Regions from separate parts of the Mus musculus genome. Here all the other regions are linked to region 2. The links are chromatin contacts, called in public Hi-C and promoter capture Hi-C maps. All regions are on one chromosome and are shown on one strand. Each heading gives the region's core, a stretch centred on a gene start, on an enhancer-like site or on the middle of the called end of the contact. The rest is flanking DNA. Distances are from core to core; before and after follow the strand shown.

Region 1 (4,123 bases), core at 929-3,428, 3.5 Mb after region 2:
AGGCAACTATCTCTCCATCTCAAAACTTTTTAGGTTGCACTACAGAGATAGCTCAGTGAGTAAGAGTGCTCCTCGCCCTGCAATCTTGAGGACCAGAGTTCAAATCCCCAGCACTCATGTAAAAAGACAGGCCTGGCTGCAGGTGCCAGTGACAGAGGTGTGTTGATTGGAGTGACCCCAGAGTTCACTCTCTAGCCAACCTAGTTCAGAAGTACTGAACTTCCAATTCAATGAGACAGTCTGTCTCAAGGCAACAGTGTTGGAAGGCACACAAGGCCGTACTCTACACTGCACATGATACACATGGAATGTACAGGTCTGCACAAGCAACAAGCATAGGCCACAAACATCGTGTTTTAAAAAGCTGAGCTATATACCATCCCACAGAGGAAAACAGCAGTGGGAAGAGCATGCTAAGGACTCTCCCTTTAACTGGGTGAATGGAGAAGTTACACTTTCCATCATTACGCACTTAAATACAAGGTTCTACAAGCCATATTCTGTTTGTACTGTTTTCTTGTACCACCTGTGGGTGGGCACTACAAACAGCCTCACAGTTCCGAGACAAGCTTCTAAAATAGACTTTAAAGCAACAGTCACAAATGCAATTGAGTTAAACAAAAATGGGTCTTAAAAGTCCCCTGTTACCTTTAATTCATGATAATCTATGGCTTGGTCTTTGTCGGTATCAAACAGCTCAAAAGCATCTTTAATTTCTTGCTTCTGTTCTTCAGAGAGCTCTCTTCGTTTTTTCCTTTTTGTTTTGTCTACTACAAGCTCACCTCTAGGACACAGAAAAATGTCTTTAGGCCACTTTAACCCATCTTAGGACAAAGATTCATTTTCTAAATTTTAACAAAGCAGAGTAGCCTGGCAAATAAAGGAACTGCCCCTAAATCAATGTCCTGTAGTCAAATGTACTTTTATAAGAGAAATCCTAAACAAAGTCAAAAGCACCGAAAACACCATACATATTATTCATGTCATCTACCAAAAATAAAGAACAAAACAATGTCATCTACCAAAAATAAAGAACAAAACAATCAACCAGAATAGACTTGATTTTGGACAGCTTATAAATTCTCACAATTACTACAAAAAAACAACCATAAAACTTAAAAGATTACTTTTGCACTGTAAGCTCAAAATGTTTTTAGATTATACATTTGTAACACTGCTTTGTGGTTTTATTCCACTGATATTAGCCAGGCAAAATATAAAAGGGTCTAAACATTCAAATACTAGACACCAAAAAAAAAAAAAAAAAAAAATCACAGCATCTAATAGTCGTGCTTAAGTCTACGTGATGTTTAAAAGTGTTTTAACTCTCACTTAACATGTAAACGATAGGTTAAACGTCTTAAAACTCTGGAGAAGCTTAAAGAAAAATCTAAAAAGGGCACTTGGATCTGAAAATGTCTGCCTTCAAAAGCTGCCAATGCAAAAAGCGGTCCAAATGTGTAAACGAGGATACAGCACGTGTATCCGCACGTTCTAAAAGATGGAAGCTTTAAACCTCAAACCCTTGAAACTCGGCTAACTAACTGCTCGCGCTATTTACGTCTGGACGCCGTCGGGCTCAGGGACGCCGGCCCAGTGGCCCACGTGACCCCGGCTGCCCCCACTCGCCACACCCCCACGCCAGCTCCCGCCTCCTTCGTCACCCTGCGGAGCCAAAGGGGCGGCGCGGCGCGGCCCGCCCGGGGCACCTTTAACTGTAGATGGGCAAGGTGAGGAGCCAATGAGGGGAGGGATGGACGGAAGTGAAAGGACGGTGTCACGGAAACGAGCTCCACCCGAGACGCCTAGAGCACAGCGTGCCTCGGGGCCCGGGGAGAAAGGCGAGCGCTCCTGCGACTTTCCAGGGGGAATCAGGCAACCAGGGCTGAGTCCCGCAGTCGCGTGAGGGAAACCTCGCGAGACTTCACTCGGGCTGCGGCGGTGCCCGGAGGCGGGAACCGCCGAGGTCTGGTGCTCGGCGCTGGGCACCCGCCCCCGACCCGGTCTCCCGTCCACACCCGCCCTGGCCCTCTGGGGGGACGGAGGCACGGCCTCCTCGTTACCGACCTCAGAGCTAAACTCATTCTCTCTTCCGACAGAGATGTTCCACTCGGGGACTTTACCACGGGAACCGCTCAACAGCCACCAACCTCCACGCCTCGGGGACCACCCACCAGACAAGTTTCTGGGCGCGATTGGCTGAAATTGCCAACAGCCGGCCTATTGGGGCGGAAGCGTCGCTGCTCTTCTTTTTTCATTGGTCAGCATTCATGTCAATCAAGTACACATTTTTTGGCCCTGGTTGTCAGTCTGGCTCCCTGGATTGGCCAGGTTCTTTCCCGACTCCCTTGCGCGCGTATTAGAGTCACCACGCGAGACTCAGGCAGGCAAGGCGAGGCCCCACGCGTGACATGCACGGCGTCGACCGAGGGAAGGGAAAAGGCCAGCCCAAGCAGCCTGCTCAGAACGAGGGAGCAGTTTATTGGGGAACCAGGTCTGCGAAAAGATGTACAATTTTAGGTGGCCGGTGCACCTGAGAAACTTAAATCTAAAGGCGACATTCTTTATTCTTAGTTCAGTGAGGACCAAGCTAAGCGTTCTCCCCCGTACATCTCCCAAGTGATTTTAAGGCAGGCTGGATTATGGATTAGGCTTCTCGTTTTGCTGTTTTGTTAGGTCATTTACAATGAGACTAGCCAAACCACCCTTTTCTTCTGTGCGATTGGAAATGTGTGCTTGCTTCTGCTTCTCATTTTCTAGTGCTATAAAGTGTTTATGTGCGTCTTATCTTCACTGCCCACCAAGCCTCTTAAAGTTTACTTAGATCATCAGACTGCGAGCGAGACTGACTGTCTTCAAGGCCAGGGTTCTGTTTACACGAGTATTTGTACCAAACAAAATATCTGGAACTTAGGTGCTCCATAAATATTTGATGCATAAAATGAGGTATTATTGTGGAAAACTTGGAAACTACTGAGCTAACCTGCAGTGCTTATCGGTATAAATACAATAAACTGGGGCTAGGAATTAGAAACGGCAAATACTGTATGTAAGCTTATATGTGAACGAAGGACGCTGTGTAATTGGCTATGCATGAGTTAAGCTAGAGTGTAGATAGGAATTTGGACAAGTAAAGGATTGGGATAAAGCTAAAAAGTAATAGCTAAATGATAGCACTCCCAAAACCAAAGTAGAAAAATGTTGAAGAACTCAACTGGGCATGGTGCTACACATGTTTAATCCCAGCACCCAAGAGACATGTAAGCAGATCTTTGAATTCTTTACATTGTGAATTGCAGGCCAGCCAGGACTAGTAGTAGACCCTGCCTAAAATATAAAAATTAAGTACTTTTACTAACAAGTTTAAAAGGAAATTAGGCCAAGCAGTGGTGGCTCACGCCTTTAATCTCAGCACTTGGGAGGCAGAGGCAGGTGAATTTCTGAGTTCGAGGCCAGCCTGGTCTACAGAGTGAGTTCCAGGGCAGCCAGGGCTACACAGAGAAACCTTGTCTCGAAAAAACAAACAAACAAACAAAAAAAGGAAATTAGATTACGTCATATGTATACTAAAGAACACTAGTGAAAAAAAAAACTACTAAAATTTTAAGATTGTAAAACCAAGCCTAAGAAGAAAAGTATTAAATAAAGGTGAAAATAAACCATTTACATGGAGATGTTTGAAACAAAGGACAAAATAAACTAAACTAGAAGGAATAAATTACTGAGAAATAATATAATGAGATTTTTTTTAATGGAACTTTGATAGAATTAAAAAGCTGGTAAAATATTCTCATTTAATATGAAGAATTTTCTTGAAACACATAAATTTCACATTCTTCTAGGAAGTGAAATAAAGAAGAAATTATTACTTAATACTTTAAAAGAAAGTTTTGCTTAAAAGTATTTCTCATACAAGCCTGATGAGGGAAGTTGTATTCTCCTGCCTTGCAACCCCACTGGAAACCCATTGTGAAAAGAGAGAACCAACCTCAAACAATGGTCTTCTGACACCACACGCGTGCCATGGCTGTGGCCCACATGCACACACACAATAATTATTATAAATTTGATGCTTCTAATACATAGTTAAATTTAAATTATTTCAAAGAAAATAAAAGTAACT
Region 2 (4,534 bases), core at 502-3,001:
GCGATTATGAATCTGCTTCATTTTGTTCTCCTTTGCTAGCTGGTTTAGAATACAGACCTTAGCAAACCAATACCCACATTTTACCCATCCACCGAATGAATGATACCTGTTCTTTTTACAGCTTTTCAAGTTTCTGTATATTGCCTCCTTAATTAGTATACTATGTTATAGCACAGTAGTACTCAAATTAAGTGTGTCAAAAATCACTGGAAGGACTCATTTAAACACAAATGGTGCATTTTCTGATTCAGAAATTCTCAGATAAAAATTTCTTTTACACCTAATTGGTCAGTTTAACGCTGACTTCTAGCTCCCTTATACAATTTACTTTCACTTTCTCAGCTGACACTTTGCACAAGAGGCAAGCACTACTACTGTTGAAATCAGTTTGATTGTTATAGATTGGGTATACAGGAATATGGAAATGTCCTGTCTGTACTTTGTCATTTCCCTTAATGGTACTCCTTCCCTCTTTCCCTGGTATTCTATCTCAGCCTCTTGCTATTCTCAGCAAGTTAGCTTGGTCAAACTTAATAGAGAAAGTATTATCAATAATCAGTTGCATTCAATGTGACACTTTCCAGGGAGAACAGAAAAGCTAGTACAGTACATGAACCCTAAAGGGCAAATTTCTAACACGGATAAATTTCAAGCAACCAGCATGATCTCTCTATATGAATGGCTGCTTATATACTATCTGCTTTCATATTAGCAAACTATAGATTCAAGGGTGCCACATACAAAAATATCTGGAAAAAATTCCACCTGCATAAATTTTTGTCATTATTCTAATAATAACAAAATAAATGATATTTAGATTATATTAAGAGTTGTGGATAAGCTAGAGATGATTTACTGTGTAAATGGGAAAATGTGCCCAAATTATTTAAGATAATAATTTTGTAACTCAACAGGCCCCTGGAACCTATCCCCAGGGAACATGAAAAGATAATTCTAACAGTTGAGTATGTGTTTATGAATTTATATATACACACAAGTACGGGAAATAAAACTTTTTCCTAGGGTTCATAAAGGGTGACATTGATCTGTCAAAGTTTAGACATGTAGTGTGTCTTTGGTATGTGTTGCAGATTTTTGCATACAAACTAGGACAAAATATATTGGTTTATGACTTCGGTGGCACTTTTCCTCTAAATACTACATTCCTTCTCTGACAGCCAAACATGTGAGGGAGACATTCGGTGAAGAGAACTTATGTATATAATGGTAGCATTGACTTCTACCTTCATACTCTCCATGGCTTCTTTCAACCGTTGTTTTCTCAGGTCCAAGGATCTAGGCTTAAATTATTTCACCTAAGTTATACGGTGATTTATAGCATGCGACGGAAAGGAATAAACTATGAATACTGTTTTGATTTTTGTTGCCGACTGTACGGGCAGCTAAGGCCATTTTTCTACAAGTTACAAAGCAGTGAATGGACTTCCTGGCGTCATCCTTTCCTTCTCATCGCCCCCTCGTCCCTCCAGTCCCTCGGGCCTGGAGATGAGCTATCTTCCTTCTCTCCCTGTAAACAAAGCCGTGAGAGGTAGGCCTGCACCGAGCCCGGTGGCGTGGAGGGACGGCCGCACCACACGTCCCGCACCCTTCAGTGGGAAGCTGTGCCACGCCTCCGCGCGCGCCCGCCGCTTCCTGCCCAGGCTGCTTTTCCTTCTCCTCTGTCCGGACGCGCTCCCGGAAGGCGCCTGCGCAGAAGCCCCCGCTCCGCCCCTCCCTTCTTCCCGGCCCCGCCCTTCTTTCTCTCCCGGGTTTCGCTCCGGAGAGCCGCAGGTAGCCCGCAGCGGAGTCGGGCTCTGCGGGCCCGCCCCCTTCCTCGGCCCCGCCCACTGCTCCCGACTCCAGCCGGCGGAGATGAGGCTACGGTGGCTCTGGCATAGGCAGCCCCACTGGTGGCTGCGGTGGGGGCGGCCGGAACCCGGGCGTTGAGGCGCGGCGGCGGCGGCGGCCGAGGCGGCGCTGCCTCAGCCGCTGCAGCGGGCTTCCCTTCCTCTTTAGCGTAGCCAGGAAGTTTGGCGCCCCTGTGCATGTGTGCGCGTGAGTGTGGGTGTGCGCGGCGAGGTTTGCCTAGCGTTTCTGCAGGCGCTGGGTTTTTTGCCCGCGTCGCTTCCCGTAAGCCAGCCAGCAGCCGCGGAGCTTGGGGCTGTGGCCCGGGGAGGGGGCGCGGCGGCGGGCGCTCTCCTTTTGTTGTTGTTTCCTCTGCCTGGAGAGCTGAAGGGGGACGCGCCTGGGTGGGGCGGCTCGCAGCCCGGGCCTGCTGGCCCCCGGGGCTCCCGGGCGGCAGGGTAGCTAGAGGAGAGCGGGCTTCAACATGATGGCGGCCGAGGCGGGCAGTGAGGAAGGCGGCCCTGCGACGGCGGGCCCCGGCGGCGGCGCGGCCACGGGCTCCAGCGCCTACTCGGCAGCGTGCCGGGTCAAGTTACCCGCGGCCCTGCCGGTGGCAGCCGCCCCGTGTCCCGGGCTGGCGGACGCCGACTTGGTTGCGGCCCTCGGTGGCGGAGCCGCGTCGGGGTCCGGGTTCCTGGGGACCGGGCCGGTGGCCGGTGTCTTGGGGGGCGCCGCGCTGACCGGCAGTGCTGCTGCTGGCGTGGCTGGTGCTGCGGCCGCCGGACCTGCGGGAGACGTCGCTTTCACCAAGGGGACTCTGTCTTTGCCTGCTGAGACGCTCGGGCCGGGCGGCGGATTCCCTCCTCTGCCGCCGCCTCCTCAGCTGCCCCCTTTGGGCTCCGGTTTGGGGACCGTGGATGAAGGTGACTCCCTGGATGGACCAGAATACGAAGAGGAAGAGGTGGCCATACCGCTGACCGCACCTCCCACTAACCAGTAAGTCAAACTGCTGTTGAGGGATTGTGGAAGCTGGCTCCGTGTAAGAAGTGGGAAAGAAGGGGCAACGACACATACCGTGCTCCTGCCGCTGTGATTTGTTTGACAAGTTTTGAAGTTTCAGGTTCCATATATAGGGATTTAATTTGATCAGTCATTTTCCCCTACAGGCACTCTTCCTGGCGTCTTCGTATGTTTATTGCTCTTTTGGGAAGACGTAAAAGTTTTTAAGATGGGAAGCATGGGAAACTGTATTCAGTGGGAACCGGATATGGTTCTGCCCCTTCCTAATTGAGATAGTGTCCGGGATTCAGCAGAACTTGGCACTATAAAGGCAACCGCTGTCTATTGTAACTCCAGTGCTCCCTGCTGAAGTCAGAGGCGTTGAGTACAAGTATTTAAATGACTATATTAATGTAAGTTGCAAATTCATAGGTCAGAATGTTTTGTTTTTACTGCAGCTGCAAACTCCTACTTAATGTCTGCTGGAAGCGTTGCGATTCATAAAAACACTAGATCTCTTTAGAGAAGTGGAGAGAAAAAAAAAAGTTCTGTGAATTACAGACGTGATTAAGAGCCCCCAGACTGAACACTAACTTGTTCCTTAGAATTATTAGATTTATTTATTTACATATAAATATATGCAATATGCAAATATGTTTTATATATTTATTATATCCATGACACTAAATATATTAAATATTTTTCCTTTTAGCATTTTGTTAGTGGAAATTAATTTGGTAGTTGATTGTGACATGATCAGGGCAAATGGCTCTCCCTCTAAAGTTAGAGTTCTCTCCTTAAAAGTGTTCTTTTCATAAGTGAAATGGGTATGTATTTATAACTGTAGGTTGATCTTGATGAAGGGAAAGTGTTGAGATGGAAAGTAGTAATAATAGGTCAGAAATGTTTTATAGATCTTTCATATCAATCATAATTGACCCTTAGAATTTCAATAGCATTGGTGAATATTAGGGAAAAAAGATTCGTTTCATATATTGACACTTTCTAAACACTTTAGAAGTTTTCTTTGGGAGGGTTAGCTTCTTTAAGAGGCTTAAGAAATGACTTTAAAATAACCAGGGAGGCATTTTGTAATGCGAGTACACTTTTGATTAGTATGGGTATTGTATTGTATCATAATGTAATTTGAAAATGCATTGGTCACAAGGCTTTGTTTTTGATGCATTTGTAAATTTCAACTTAGGTTTATTTTGATACAACCAGGTATGGTGAAAGGATGTCCTGTTTCTTTTAATGTTATTTGATACAAAGAATAACTTTTCATTCAATATTTTTCTCTAATTTGTATCTGTGTATTTCAGTCTGTCAGAAATGTTCTGAAAGGCTTAAAAAATTGCAGCACACTGTACATACTTTTGAAAACAATTATGTTTTTATTATAATAAAATACAGTATTTAATGCTGAAAGAATAAAGTATTGTGCCATTTTTGTAATTGAGTTAGGCATATTTAGAGTCTGTTTTTTAAAAAGCCATTTGAAGTTTTAATAATTTTATTTTATGGGTATGAGTGTTTGCCTGCATGTATGTATTTGTGCTGTGCCAGCGTCTAGTGACAGAGGCCAGAAGAGGGCATCGGGTTCCCTAGACCTGGAGTAACTGGTGGTTGTGAGCAGTTCTGTGGGTGATGGGAACCAAACACTGCTTTTCTATAGGAACAGCAAGCACTC
Region 3 (4,560 bases), core at 48-2,547, 4.8 Mb before region 2:
TGTTTTTGGAAAAAGTTAAAATACTGTACATCTTAAATTATCTTGATTTTATCTAAGTAGGAGAGGATGTAAAATGTACCTTTGACTAAGAGCAAAGTCATTCTACTTGTTTCTCGGTAAATAGGCAAGAAAGCAACTTTTCAAGTTCTGTAACTGTTTATTAACATCCTTTTGACCAAGAATATACTATCTGCAGTACGAAGTAAAAAAAAAAAAAAAGGCTTTAATGGACTCAAATTCAGTATCTTCTAATCGTAGAATTTGAGGTCTAGTGGGGGTGGGAGAGTCCTGGCTGATTTTGAGATGATAACACAACAAGCTTTCTCTAGAAATATAGTTATAAATGGCTTCTAAACCCACTGAAGTGATAGTGAAGGGAGATTCCTGCATTTACCAGACTACTGAAAAGATGCATTCATAGATCTTTAAAAGTTAATTACTAATGTTTACTTTACTCAGGGGCTTTCTGTTCCTTGTCCTGACCTTTGTTGTTGTTGCTATTTGTGATTTATAGTGTAAGGTTTTCTGAGGTTTAAACTATTAAACAATCAATAATAACACGCATAGGAACTCCCAAAGTGAGTGGTGGTCTGCGAGTAAGGCTCAAGTTCCTTCGAGACAGTAACTAAAATCATTAAAAACATTCGTTTGCAAAGAAGTGTCTTTAGAATTGAAAAAACGATGAGGGAGGGGCCCTATCTCGCCATTGATTCCACAGGTAAAACGGAAGCAGTAGTATCTAGTGTTAAGAAAACCGGCAATCCATTAATTACTGCAGAAAGATGCAGGTTGGGTGACACAGGGAACACATAAAAGAAAGGGGAAAGGGGGAGACTGAGACTCCAGCGTTTGAAAGTGTATATCCGTCCAGATATTTGTAGCAGATGGCAATCGGCTTAGTGGAATGCCACCGTAATTCCACACTAAACAACGCAGCAAGTCGGCCTCTTGGCGAGGGGCCGAGTCCACCACCCGGGTTCTTCCTAGGACTGTTGGCCTGATGCTCCGGGATGTGCATCGCGGCCGCATGACTCCCAGCCTGTGCACCCTCGGATCCCCGGAGAATCACGCTAGCGCCAGGGCTCCCGCGCCCCACAGCGCCCGCACCATCCCCGCCGCCCCGCACGAGCCGCGGCCCCGCCGAGAAACTCAACCGCGGCCAGGAAGCCCAGGTTCTTACCATAGTGAGGCCGGTGCTGGTCCAGCCACATCACCCTTCCGGGCCGGGGCGGAAGAGGATGCAGGCCCGCTGTGCTTCCCGCTCGCTCCAGCGGTCCGGTTGGACCTATCGCGGCGCCTCCGCCCATGCCGCACCATTCAGACTCCGTGATAGGCTTCTGTTACCGGAAGAGGTGGGACTTGGCCGACGACTCGCAAACCACGGTATTAGCGGATTCTCTCATTGGGCGCATCGGTTTATCTCTGGCGTCCACAATTTTTAGAAGACCGGAAGTGGAGTACTGAGAGGTAGGGCCCGGAAGTGGCTGTGGTGTCTTTCCAGAAGCAATGCATTTTTTCCCCCCTTTCTATGTCAACCTCCTGTAGTCCCTGATTTTAGCTTTAAAGCTGCGCAGTGCGTGCTTTTTACCCTGTCTGTGACCCCCTGAGCCTTTTGTAGATGTAAGGTTTTCCCAATGTGAGCACCTGTTGGGCTCCTTCCTAAGTGTCTCTTTCTGTGTCACGTGGAATTTTCAGTCGTGAGGGACTCCTTGGAACTGTGCTGAGCTGCTCTGTGGTGGAGACTTGGATTTAAAAGGCTGCGTCCAGTGTGATGACCCACCAGCCCCTCCCGCCAGCCAATGCTGGCCTTGGCTGGCCCCCTCCTTGTTTGCACACTCTACATCCGGGGCTTAGACGTTCTAGGCCGTGGGGAGAGGGAAAGAACTCTGTGGTAGCTACTGGAAAGGAACGGCCCATTCCCGAGGGGATTATTTGGCTAGTATAAAACCAGTGGGTGAGAAACGATTTCACCTCTAGTTCTCTTTATGAGTTTTGTAGATACGGGGAAGATGTAATCTGATGTGTTCAATTTTATATACATTCTTGGAATGATTCTGAAGTCGGGCACTTTCCCCACTCTTCCAAGTGTATCAAAATTATGGAAATCCTGTGTGTTTAAATAATTGTTTTTTTCCTTTAGTCAGTATGGCTCTAGTATTTATTCAGAATGTTACCCATTCTTTAACTTAATGACCTAGAAGAAGTATAGAAAGCTTTAGTGAAGGAAACTGATGTGATATGTTAATTTCTAACCATTATTTAGCTGAATCATGAGAATCTAGTACTTATGGCAACACAGTACTTTTACCTAGTGCTATGCTATATGTGATTGTGTTTATTACTGCATTGTCATCCAAGATTTTATTTGAAATTATTACTACATTTTTAAAATCAGTTATACCCAACTGCTAAACCTGTTGATCAAATACTCAAGTTCAGAATCTGCATCTTAGTGGTATCAGGAGACTGCAGGACAAGGGATTTCTTTGAGTATTTGAATGGGGGACTGGGGATTAGGCCAATAGGAGAAGTGATTGTCATTGAATAGTCTCAAAATTGCTTTGTGTTATACTTACTATTTAAGTTGACTAACCATGAATGTTTCAAATGTAGACGTAGAAAATATGTTCTGAGCTCAGTAAGTTTGGGTTTTACAGTAGTGAAAGTGTTGGTAGATGTTATAACTGACTCTATTCATATAAAGATTGCTAGGTCCTACTGTTTGACACTTCAGGTTGATGTTTCTGTATGAGGTTCTGGTCCAGGCTCTAGTAAAGAGGCTAAGGTTGTTTAAGATGGTAATTGGTTTGTTGTATTTATGGGCAATTTAGGCCATAGTTTCTTATATATCTCAACTTTAGAATAGAGGCAATTAACACTTTTCAGTTCTTTGTTTTTGTTTTGTTTTGTTTTTCGAGACAGGGTTTCTCTGTATAGCCCTGACTGTCCTAGAACTCATTCTGTAGACCAGGCTGACCTCGAACTCAGAAATCCATCTGCCTGTACCTCCCAAGTGCTGGGATTAAAGGCGTGCACCACCACTGCTGGCAACACTTTTCAATTCTTAAGTTATCCATAGAAGTACATAGTGTCAGGAGGTAGAGTTGAACGTGTGTGTGTGTGTGTATACATATACATATATAAAAAATTTATTATATCCATGTAAAATAGCAAAATTAATATACCAGTGTGACCTGTGGGGAAGCTGCATGGCGATTCGGCACACAAAATCCTTGATTGTGTTTTTTGTTGCAAGTGAATGGTAATCACCATGTTAAATTCCTTTTCTTTATTTCCACTTCTAGTAGCTCTGCTGTGATTTTCATTTCTAATCATCATGGGTTAATTTACTGTTAAGAAAAGATCTTGACTGTGTTATTCAATTATGCAGACATTATTGTCTTCTCTGAATGTGGAAGAATATTTTCAATTTTCATTTCATAAAATCCAGAGTTGTATATAAAATGAGAAATTTATAGTTTTTGTAAGAGTGCATTGAGCTTAGGCCATAGTTACATATAAATTAGGCCATAATACATATAAATAATTAAAACCTGTTTGATACATTGTAAGCATTATAGTGAACATTGAATTTTCATCCTTGAGTGGAGGGCTAATGATGGAAAATTGTTTGATTGTTAGATGCTATTTATACAATAAAAAGTTTAAAATTCATTTAGTTTCTTATGCAGCCAGGCCACTTTCTCTACATTTCCCATTTGTTTTTGATTTCTGATACTGATATTATTTGAGGTTTCTTTTTTTTCCTCCAATTTTTTATTAGGTATTTACTTCATTTACATTTCAAATGCTATCCTGAAAGTCCCATATACCCTCACCCCTCACCCCGCTTTCCTATCCACCAACTCCCACTTCTTGGCCCTGGTGTTTCCCCTGTACAATAGTGTCTGCATTTGGTGGCTGATAATGGGATGGACGGCTGGGTGGGGCAGTGTCTGGATGGTCCATCCTTTCCTCTCAGCTCCAGTTGGAACATGCCCAGGAGAGGTATTGCGGGATCCTCCGGTAGTACAATGTCCAATTTTCTGAGGAACTGCCAGACTGATTTCCAGAGTGGTTATACAAGCTTGCAATCCCACCAGCAATGGAGAATTGTTCCTCTTTCTCCACAACCTCACCAGCATCTGCTGTCACCTGAATTTTTGATCTTAGCCATTCTGACTGGTGTGAGGTGGAATCTCAGGGTTGTTTTGATTTGCATTTCCCTGATAATTAAGGATGTTGAACATTTTTTCAGGTACTTCTCAGCCATTCGATATTCCTCAGTTGCAAATGCTTTGTTTAGCTCTGTGCCCCATTTTTTAATGGGATTATTTAGTTTTCTGGAGTCCATCTTCTTGATAGGTATATATATTGGATATTAGTCCCCTATCTGATAAAGGATTGGTAAAGATCCTTTCCCAATCTGTTGGTGGCCTTTTTGTCTTATTGACAGTGTCTTTGGCCTTCAGAAGCTTTGCAATTTTATGAGGTCCCATTTGTCAATCTTACATCTCAATCTTACAGCACAAGCCATTGCTGTTCTATTCAGGAATTTTG
Region 4 (4,666 bases), core at 1,615-4,114, 3.6 Mb after region 2:
TTTGAGGCCAGCCTGGTCTACAGAGTGAGTTCCAGGGCTACACAGAGAAACCCTGTCTCAAAACAAAAACAAAAACAAAAACAAAAAACAAACAAAAAAACCAAAAACCAAGGACATCATGAATTTTACAGGCCAATGGATGGAACTAGAAAATATCATCCTGAGTGAGGTAACTCAGACCCAAAAGGACATGCATGGTATGTACTCAAGAAGTACACAGAATGGTGTGAGGGGTGGGGTGGGGTAGGATCAAGTACAGGGATAGACAGGAGAGAAGGTCAGAGGGCCAGGAGAATGAATGTAAATCTTCAGCTGTGGGGATGGGGGTGTAAGTTGGGGGAGGGGAGAATCTCTAGGGTGTCCCATAGAGGAGGCTCCCAGAAAGTCAATGAGGGTGAGCTTAGCCAAGATTCCTAACAGTGGGGACATGAAACTAGCAGAGGCCACCTCTTGTAGCCAGACAAAACTCTCAGTGGCGGGATAAGGACATCAACCCACCCACAAAAGTTTGACCCCAAATTTATCCTGTCTAAAGGAAATGCAGGGATAGAAAAATTCCATGAACAAGCACTAATCCCTGACGTTATTAATGAATGATACTCTGTTATGCTTGCAGACAGGAGCCTAGCATACCTGTCCTCTGAGAGTCTCTATCCAGCAGTGGACTGAAACAGATGCAGATACCCACAGCCAAACATTGGACGGTGGTCTGGGACTCTTATGGAAGAGTTGGGGGAAGAATGAAGGCCCAGAAGGGGAAGGGAGCTCCAGCGCAAGACCAAGAGAGTCAACTAACCTAGGGGCACTCAGAGACTGAAGCACCAACCAAAGAACACACAGACTGAAAAGAGGTTCCAGGCACATAGGTAGCAGGCAAGCACCTCAGGCTCCATGGCTGCCCTATCTGGCCTCAGTGAGAGAGGATGCACCTAATCTGGCAGAGACTTGATTATGTGCTGTGTTGGGGGGAGGGGTACCCAGAGGGGCCTCCACCCTCTCGGAGGAGAAGAGAAGAGGGGATGGGAGGAGAGACTCTGTGAGGGAGGGAGCAGGAGCAGGAGTAGTTTTGGGGATGTAAATAAATAAATAAATCCTAAGACAAAAATATAAAATTGATAAATCAAATATTGCTGCTGTTGCTAATCAGTTCAGTTAGTGCAGTTCCAGCATGAGGGGAAAGGGACTGGGACCCTGTCTATTTTGCTCCAATCTATCAATTGCTTAGGACCAAGAGAATGAAGTCCTCATTAACACACACACTTTCTCCACCGGAAACAACTCCCTTATTGATCTTTCCTAGGCCTTGCTCTCATCCAGACCAGATATTTGTCATATTTCTATATTTTATGTTCACTGTCAAGCCTTTTTTTTTTTTTTTCTTGTGAGGCAATAAGCAAACAAATCCATCCGAAAGGTCAGGATGGATGAAACGGAACCAAAGCTTTCCAAGCCTACAGGTGGACCGGATAGGCACTATGCAGTGAAGTGAGGAGGCAGATGAAGTCAGCAGTTTTCAAAGCACAGAGCCTAACACTCTTCCCAAGGTGCCATTGCTTAAAAGCCTACTCGTTACAAAAGCTGAAAATGTTCAACCGGTACTTGGGAAAAGAATGGAAAATCTCCAGTCACAAGTCTCTGCAGTGTTACTACTGTAGCTGACTGACTGGGGATGGTGTGAGCTTTCAAAGAGACAGCCACACAGCAGCAGCGCGCATCTCCGGACAGAGAAGCCTGCCAGGGCCTAGTCTCTGCTTAAGCTGACTTCCACGCAGCAAAGGGTGAAACAGAGTATTCCCGCACTGTACCCCAACAGTGCCAAGGAGGTCTGTAACATGCTGTACACGCTCTCCAAGCCCCTCCCTCAGTGACAGCGCACGCCCGCGGGGCCCATTACCATCCTGCAGAATGAGGGTGGGTTGCACTGCCTGCACTCGGAACTGCCTGGCCCTCCAGCCAGGGCTGGGCGCCCGCACCACCTCGCTGTCAGAAAGCCAGGTCACGGTCTCAAAGTTGTCCCCGCGAGCCAGGGCCTCGGCCTCGGCGCGGTGCACAGCCACCTGGTCGAACTGATAGAGACCGCCGGAGTGATCGAAGTGCACGTGGGTGGCCACGGCCAGCAGTGGCCGGCGTCCTGCATCCTCTTTAGACCCGCAATCCTGCAAGAGGCCAGAGGAGTAGAGGTACTCCGGAAGGCTGCGCAGCCCCAGGCCAGTGTCTATCACCACGTCCTGCTCCGAGCCGCGCACCAGCCAAATGTTGGCCCGGTTGCCTGACTCGTAGAACCGTTCTTGAATCCAGAAGATGCCATCGCCCAGAGACTTGTGGGCATACCACTCGAGCGCCGACATGCTGCTGCGCAGGGGTGCGGCCGGGCTAGGTGGGTGTGCCTCCCACAGGCAGTCCAGGACTCGCTGCTGCTGCTGCTGCTGCTGTTGCTGCAGAGCCGGAGGAGCTACTCTCAGCTCCGGAGGAGGTGCGATCGAGGGGCGGGGATGCGGAAGGGAGCGTGGATAGGACGCTGCGACACTGCCCAGATCACCTGTTCCGCGCCCTCCCGTCCGAGCCGCAGAGCGCAGGCTGCACCCCAGTTGCCGCAGCTTCTGCAGCCGCAGCACCAAGGCAGTAACGCAGGCTGCTGAAGCGGGGAGGAGACACCGGGCAATGCTGCCCTGCTCGGGGTTCTACTGCAGGGGCCGGGAGAGATGCGTGGGAAGCGACACACAGGACCGCCCCCACACGGGCAGCGGGGGGCTGTGCACTCGCCGCCGGAGCCCAGAGTGAGGCCGAGCCTGTTGGAGGCTGACTACGGCGCCTGCCAAGGGCTAAAAAGCTCTCTTCCGGGGGTGTGGCCTCGCGGGAGTGGGCGGGGCTTCCAGTGCGCTCTGCTGCGCCGTAGCCGCGTGCGGTGTGGGGCGCGCTACTCCGGAGGTAGAATCTGCGGCTCCTTGCTGGAGGGGCTGCCGGCTTTCTTGCTTCCTCTGCTGCACCGTGTGCTCAAGCCTCGAGACTTGGCTAGCAGGTAACTGGAAGCTATCCCGTTCTGGGCAGGAGGTGAAGAGGGTAGAAGGGAGTTGATGGGGCACGTGGAGAACGTGGTGGCCGGGTATCCGGAGCCAACATTCATGAAAGCCCCTCTGGAGTGACTTTGGGAAGTATCCCTACCTCCCCAAAGCTGCTGCTGCGGTCTTCCAAACCGTTTAAAGTTTTCGTAGCCAGATCTCCCAGCTTTCCGGTGGGTTTGTTCTCAGTGAGAAAGAAGGGAGTTTATCCTCTTACAAGAGAAGACTATGCAAATCTGACGACTGTGTTTTTTCTTCATTCAAAGTTTGGCGGCAGTTTGCTGATAAGGGCATACTTACCGTCGCTTCTGTTTTCTTAATTGTTGGCACCCTTGATAGTGAGGAGAGGGGTTGGTGATAAAATTTTTCTTTAAAAAGAAAAACCTAAATGGCCGTCATAGTTCTGGGTGGTTCTTTGCTCTTTGAAGAGAGCAGAGAAAGTTAGAGCTTAAGGAAAGGCGGAGCACTTTGAGGGGACATGAAAAGTGGATAGGGACTGGGTGTGGCCTTGCAAGCCACCAGAAATCACCCCCACTGTCAGTATCAAGTCCCTGCGCTTGCACCCAACCACTAGCTATTGATACATCTATTTCGGATTAAGAAATCCCTTTGAGAATTTGACTAACCTTCAGAAATTATAAAGAGACCCACGGGAGAGCATTATAAAGGATAATTAGGAAGATTCTTACTGTGGTATCTCCTAATAAGTTTCCTAGAGGGAGAACTGTACTTCCAACACTCCAAAACTCTCTGGTGGGTGTAGGAGCAGGTCACTGCCCTTTTGAGTATTTTGCTAATCTCATCGGTTATGCAGTTGGGACCATTCTTAGCACGAGTGCCTCAGCTAAATGGTGTGTGACAAGCAGAAAACTGTTTAAAAACAAAAAAAAGTCTGATGTGAGTTCTCGAGAATCTGAGGAAGCTAACACCTGTACACAAATACTTGTTATATAATGCAAAAAAAATGCAAAAATTGGATTCTACTTATAGATGGACTAGTGAATGATTGCACTGGCCTTATCGAATGCATTTTCTGCAGAGAAACACAGTGCCCTCTGTACTTTGTTTTTGCTGCAGAAGGGGGCCACTCGGTAAGATGGCACAGTGTTGTTTCTTGGCCATAAGCTCAGAAAGAATTCAGAGATGACTATCTGGCTTGTGGCAGGCTCTAGAGTCCTTTGGACCTACAGTTCCCAATGACACTTTGTTTTCTACTTTTCAGTATGACTCTGCTTCTCATCGTAATTACATTTAAGCTCAGACAGTCCTGAGAGAGGCAGAACTTCTTCAACTAGTTTTTCTGGCCTGGTTCCTGCTTCATTTTCACACCACCTATCAGGTTCTGACAGGTTCTCTAAAGTATATTTTGCCCACTTCCCATACTCGATCGTAAACTCCATTAAAAGCAGAGATGTTATTTTGTTTGCCTCTGTATTTCCAACAGTGAGAGGATGGTTTGGCCCAGAGGTTAGGCTTAGAGTTGGGTCTTTATCAAGACCTCAGTGGATAGTTACTTGGTGAGAAGCAGAAGTTAAATGTCCTAAGCTCTGTTAATTGAAGAGAATGACATATCAGACGATTAGCCTTCTGTTAAATTGATGAGATGA

The links. Promoter capture Hi-C pulls out the DNA fragments that hold promoters and counts their contacts. Hi-C and Micro-C count contacts between places; a contact is called where the count stands out from the background.
Region 1: a promoter capture Hi-C map of pre-B cells shows a contact between it and region 2, with 3 times the contacts expected there. The contact joins the promoter of Cetn3 here to the promoter of Rasa1 in region 2. A contact is called at or near these places in 1 of 39 promoter capture datasets (pre-B cells) and 1 of 115 datasets of contacts at active chromatin or transcription factors (astrocytes).
Region 3: a Hi-C map of CD4 T cells shows a contact between it and region 2, with 2.9 times the contacts expected there. The contact joins the promoter of Tmem167 here to the promoter of Rasa1 in region 2. A contact is called at or near these places in 1 of 39 promoter capture datasets (pre-B cells) and 1 of 484 Hi-C or Micro-C datasets (CD4 T cells).
Region 4: a contact with region 2 is called in a Hi-C map of LSK cells, with 9 times the contacts expected there. The contact joins the promoter of Polr3g here to the promoter of Rasa1 in region 2. A contact is called at or near these places in 1 of 39 promoter capture datasets (pre-B cells) and 1 of 484 Hi-C or Micro-C datasets (LSK cells).

Annotation. Positions count from the first base shown.
Region 1 is chr13:81,781,302-81,785,424 of GRCm38.p6, reverse strand. It overlaps Cetn3 (centrin 3), which reads right to left and starts at 2,178. Exons shown (of 5, transcript NM_007684.4): 1 at 2,068-2,178; 2 at 649-784. The coding sequence starts at 2,084.
Region 2 is chr13:85,286,703-85,291,236 of GRCm38.p6, reverse strand. It overlaps Rasa1 (RAS p21 protein activator 1), which reads left to right and starts at 1,751. Exons shown (of 25, transcript NM_145452.3): 1 at 1,751-2,841. The coding sequence starts at 2,330.
Region 3 is chr13:90,086,404-90,090,963 of GRCm38.p6, reverse strand. Tmem167 (transmembrane protein 167) reads right to left here and starts at 1,297. Exons shown (of 4, transcript NM_025335.3): 1 at 1,181-1,297. The coding sequence starts at 1,183. It overlaps Xrcc4 (X-ray repair complementing defective repair in Chinese hamster cells 4), which reads left to right and starts at 1,356. Exons shown (of 8, transcript NM_028012.4): 1 at 1,356-1,467.
Region 4 is chr13:81,709,211-81,713,876 of GRCm38.p6, reverse strand. It overlaps Polr3g (polymerase (RNA) III (DNA directed) polypeptide G), which reads left to right and starts at 2,864. Exons shown (of 8, transcript NM_001081176.1): 1 at 2,864-3,019. It overlaps Mblac2 (metallo-beta-lactamase domain containing 2), which reads right to left and starts at 2,460. Exons shown (of 2, transcript NM_028372.1): 1 at 1,895-2,460. The coding sequence starts at 2,348.